Linked DNA regions of Capra hircus: region 1 is linked to region 2. Evidence: chromatin contacts called from public Hi-C data. All regions are on one chromosome and are shown on one strand. The core of a region is the stretch at or near the end of the contact, and the rest is flanking DNA. Distances in the headings are between cores, read along the strand shown.

Region 1 (2,700 bases), core at 119-2,618, 270 kb before region 2:
GTTGTGGTGCCGGCGAAGACTCTTGAGAGTCCCTTGGACTGCAAGGTTATCAAACCAATCAATCCTAAAGGAAATCAACCCTGAATATTTATCGAAAAGACATGCTGAAGCTGAAGCGCCAATACTTTGGCCTTCTGATTCGAAAAGGTGACTCACGGGAAAAGCTCCTGATGCTAGGAAAGATTGAAGGCAAAGGAGAAGAGGGAGGCAGAGGATGAGATGGTTAGATAGTATCACCAACTCAAGGGACATGAATTTGAGCAAACTCCAGGAGACAGTGAAGGACAGGGAAGCTTGGCATGCTGCAGTCCATGGGGTTGCAAAGGGTCGGACACTACCTAGCAACTGAACAACAACAGCAACAACCTTTTGACTCAGCAGCTCCACTTGAAGAATTTCTCCTATGGGTACACACGAACGTATGGAACATGATGTATGTTCAGGGCTGGTCACTGCAGCAGTGTGTGAAAGATCAGCTTATTAGAAACAACTGAGATGTCCAGCAGAGAACCAGTTAAATAAGAGACGGTGCAGCCATGAAGTCGAACTTCCCAGGTGGCTCAGGGGTTAAGAATCCGCTTGTCAATCGAGGAGTCGAAGGAGATGAGAGTTAGATCCCTGGGTCAGGAAGGTCCTCGAGAGGAAGAAACGGCAACCCATTTCAGTATTCTTGCCTGGAGAATCCCATGGACAGAAGAGCCTGGTGGGTTACAGTCCATGGGGTCGCAAAGAGTCGGGCACGACTGAGCGGGCACACAGACAACCATGAACTAGAAGAGCCATTAAATAAAATAATGAAGCTCTTTGGGTCCTGTTAGGGGAAAGCATCCAAGTTAAAGTATCAAGTAAAAAGTGCAAAATACAAAGCAGAGTCTATGCGAGACTACCACTGGTGTAAGAAAGAGGGAAAAAAAAAAAAAAAGATCTCTTGTGAGTTACCTACTTTATGCGGAGAGGAACTGGGGACAGAACAGTGGGAGGGAGGATTTCCACTCTGTTCTGTTTTTGATATTTTTGAATCTTGAATCACGGGACTATATTATCTACAGTCAATGGATATTCAATTGTAACATGCGACTGCACAGAAAAGGTATCAATTGACAATTATTTAGTGTGTCTCAGCCCAGTTAAAGCTCAAGGCTTTCGTCCAGGCATTAGGTCCCAAATCACTAAATTCTCAGGACGGCTGGGGAGAGCGATCCCAGAGAAAGCCGCCTACACTCAAAAACCCGGACCAGCTTAAGGCTGCGAGGAGGGTTGCTTAGCAACTAGAGTGAGGAGGCGGGCCATACTGCGCACGCGTACATGTAGGGCCAGAGGGCGCCGATAGGTCGTTTTGCGCACGCGCGGTCTCCGGCCTCGGAGTGGTCGGGACCTGACGGTTGCTAGGGTGACAGGGATACAACATGGCGGCCGGATCTTAACGCTCTCCGTTTAGGGACCACCACGGAGGTCCTAGTTCGGGACCCTGGCTCTAAGGAGTGGAAGCCAGGGCCCACACTTTCTATCCCTTTCTTCTCCGTCCAGTATCGGCAAGGGGTTGTCGCCGGCTTCCGCATCCAGGATGAAGAGTTGAGTGGAGCCCCGAGGGGCGGGACCAGAGGGCGAGTGGCGGCGGGTGGGGGCCGGCTTCGCCAGGCTCTCGGTGGGCGTGGGAGGTGGGCACTGTGGGGACCCCAAATCTCGGTGGGCTGTTGGGGACCCGCGTCCCCGGGGGCAGCCGGAGCGGGCAGCCCGAGGGGTTCAGGGCTGGTCGGGCTGTGAGGGGTCTCAGAACGTCGACCCGAGTCCAGCTGAGGTTTGTTTTGGTGCGAGGTTACATTAGAGTCTGGGGAGTTTTTCATTCTTTTAAATGGTGGGTTGAAAACATTTGGCAGTAATGTAGTGAGCGGTTACAGTGTGGCTTCCTACCTTTTATTGTCATTGGTTTAGTAGGCAGTTGAGAGGAAAGCTGGGCTGTGTATTTTACTTTATTATTATTTGGGGGTCAGGTAGTGCTGCTTTCGGAGAAGGCAATGGCATCCTACTCCAGTACTCTTGCCTGGCAAATCCCATGGATGGAGGAGCCTGGTGGGCTGCAGTCCATGGGGTCGCTAGGAGTCGGACACGACTGAGCGACTTCACTTTCACTTTCATGCGTTGGAGAAGGAAATGGCAACCCACTCCAGTGTTCTTGCCTGGAGAATCCCAGGGACGGCGGAGCCTGGTGGGCTGTCGTCTATGGAGTCGCACAGAGTCGGACACGACTGAAGCGACTCAGAAGCAGCGACAGTACTGCTTTTGTCAGAACTTCTTTACAGAAATTTTGGAAGAGCCTTTCAGTAACAGAGCGTTGCTGGGAAGTTATGAAATGAGATAGTCATCCTTGAAAATGTGAGGGGTACCATATTTATCTGTGCTTCAATTTGTGGATTATGAACAATCCAAGCGTAATCAACTAGAATGGGCTGCTTTTTTATTTTTGCATTACTGTACAGATATACTTGTCATTTATGCTGTGAACCTGAGGTCCAGAAAAATTCCAACCTGTTTTGCTGTGAAAAGATTAAATTATGTTGGGTGTAGTTATGATGTTAAACTTGCATTGTATCCTGATTGTCAATTGGTAGTTGGTATATGGCATAAATTGTGTAACAAAGATGTTTAAAACAATTAATTCATCTCATTCATCCTTTCCAAGACATTCTTATTTTCTTCATA
Region 2 (2,700 bases), core at 29-2,528:
AAGAAACATACTGGGGAAAAAACGAAGAAACTCTGAACAAGCTGTGGACTCCAGTTAACAATAACGTGTCTGTACCGTTAAATCAATTGTAGCAAACGCAGCAACCACATAAGATGTTAGTAACAAAGGAGATACTAACATGTCAATGATAAAGGAAATTGTGCTGTGTGGTGGTGGCATGAGGTGTAACATAGGTACCCCTTTACTCTTTGCAGCAAACCAAAAACTTTTTAAGTCTGTTAACAAAGAAAGTGAGGCAGGGGCTGCTGTGATGACCGCAAGGGTCACAGAGCCCCCCCGCTCGAGGGGGATCACACCTCCTAATGCGGCGGTGGGTGGCTCCGGTTCTTTGGGGAAAGGGTCCCGGGGTGGCCATGCCTAGCCTGCTTATGGCCCGTCCCTCGCTTTAAGGTGAAACTCGCAGCTCCCGCCCGCCCTTCCAGCATCCTGAGTATGCCCCCAGAAGACCAGGAGCCTGGTCTTCCAGACACCGGGGTCGACGATGGAGATCAAGGGGGCACGAGGGCCAGGCGGTTCTCACCGACGAGAGCCGAGTACCTTCTGGAGGAGCTGCATGGGCTCCTCTGGGTGCAGGAGCCACCTGGTGGAAGGCCTGCGGGCTGAGACACCTGGGTCCAACCCTGGCTCCTTCGCGCCCAGGCTGTGCGGCGTCAGCACTGACGCCCCTCTACCACGCCGCCCCATACCGCTGCTAAGACCTAGTAAGACGACACAAGGCGAGCAGGCGGTTCGCACCGCCACAAGCCCACTCTGGACGGCGGGCCCCGGAAGTCAGACAAGGACAGCGGGCTCTGCTCAGCGCGTGATCCGCGGTCAGCCTCCCGGGCTGGTGGAACCGGGCGCCCGCTTTCCGGAGCCGCCGAGTCCCGCCTGGCCTTCGCCCCGCTTCCTAGCCGGCGGCGCGTTCCACGCACCCCAACTCCCCTGGCCTGGGGGCAGCCCTGGGCCCGTCTCACAGGTGAGGGCACTGAAGGCCGGACCGCGCTTCCGGCGGGCTCCTCGTTCAGTCAGGGCTGGGACTTGCCCACGGCGGCGGCGTGCGGACGCCGGGACTCCCCGGCAGCCTGCGAGCTTCGCCGGCCGGAAGCCCGTCTTGACTCCACATGCCTCTAAGCCCTCTACCCGGGTCGCGACCGCTGCGGGCACGTGCCCCGGCGTCGGCGCGCCCCGCGGGGACCGGACGCCCTGGGATTGGCCCATCCCTGCCACGGGGACGGGAATCTCTCCTCGAGATCTCCGACTTTTGCGTGAATCTCGCTTGCTCGCGAGACTGCTGTCCAATTGGTGACTTGAAGCCCCACAATGCATCGGGCGGGGCGGATGTGTGTCTTCGCGCGCCGCTCGCGTCATCTTTCTGAGCCCGCCTGCGGTTTGCGGTCCTTCTCACCCGGAAACGTTGGCTCTGCTTACTGGTTTCTGGCGAATGGGACGAGTTTCTCAAAACTTCCCTGCCCGGGCCCTAAAGGCCTTGTTCCCGCGACCTCCTCCGAAGCCTTGGCTTCCGCCCTCAGTTTTGTCTTGGCCTGGCTCTCGCTCCAAGCCCTGATTTGAGATTCCTCGTTCTATCTAGGGATACTTAAGCCGGGGTCTTTTACTGGACTTTCTGGGATTCCCTTCAGATTATATGGAGGGTAGGCCGTGTAGGAAATGGCAATCCACTCCAGTATTCCTGCCTGGAGAATCTCATGGACAGAGGAGCCCGGCGGGCTACAGTCCATGGGGTCGCAGAGAGTCGGACACGGCTGGGAGCTCCTATGGATTGTTAGTGGGTGGGGGGCTTCATCAGGTTTATATGCTAAGAACCCTCGCAGGACTAACGGGGCCCCACTTAGTCCATCCGTTGGCTTTTTTTTTTTTTTTTTTTCCTCAGCATAGAATCTGGCACAGATGTTCAGAGGTGCTTATTAGAGGGAAGAGAATATCCTAACGTTATTTCTCCCAGTTACCCTGTGCACACGCCTCAGTCTACTCCAAAAGAACACTTGGAATTACCTGTACACAACTTTTGATTGCACAAGTGCCTGGTGGAGTTAGGCTCTTCTTTCTGGCGGATGGTTTCAACCGTTCATTCTTCCATCCGACTTTGATTGAGATTGTAAACCAGCCAGTCTATGAGTAGAGCACAGCGCTAGACGCTGGAAGCACGGTGGTGAACAAGACGGGCTCAGGCTTTGTACCCATTGAGCTCACTGTCTATGGGAGAGGTTAGACCTGAGGGATAGGTCTTGAGTGCCTCTGGATGGGTCACCAGGGAGATCTGAGACTTAAGGATAAATAGCTAATAACAGAAGCAGAAGATATTAAGAAGAGGTGGCAAGAATACGTGGAAGAACTGTACAAAAAAGATCTTCACGACCCAGATAGTCATGATGATGTGATCACTAATCTAGAGCCAGACATCTTGGAATGTGAAGTCAAGTGGGCCTTAGAAAGCATCACTACGAACAAAGCTAGTGGAGGTGATGGAATTCCAGTTGAGCTGTTTCAAATCCTGAAAGATGATGCTGTGAAAGTGCTGCACTCAATATGCCAGCAAGTTTGGAAAACTCAGCAGTGGCCACAGGACTGGAAAAGGTCAGTTTTCATTCCAATCCCAAAGAAAGGCAATGCCAAAGAATGCTCAAACTACCACACAATTGCACTCATCTCACATGCTTGCAAAGTAATGCTCAAAATTCT

What was found. Hi-C and Micro-C count contacts between places; a contact is called where the count stands out from the background.
Region 1: a Hi-C map of blood shows a contact between it and region 2, with 2.2 times the contacts expected there. The contact joins the promoter of MOK here to the enhancer-like site in region 2. A contact is called at or near these places in 3 of 5 Hi-C or Micro-C datasets (blood and liver).

Annotation. Positions count from the first base shown.
Region 1 is chr21:66,357,338-66,360,037 of ARS1.2, reverse strand. MOK (MAPK/MAK/MRK overlapping kinase) reads left to right here and starts at 1,368. Exons shown (of 12, transcript XM_018066526.1): 1 at 1,368-1,571. The coding sequence starts at 1,565.
Region 2 is chr21:66,092,134-66,094,833 of ARS1.2, reverse strand. No RefSeq gene overlaps it. Among named protein-coding and RNA genes, the nearest start is that of DYNC1H1, 17 kb to the left of the region's middle. Within about 2 kb of position 1,278, at least 5 of the 5 cell types and tissues checked have an H3K27ac peak or open chromatin away from gene starts, as enhancers often do.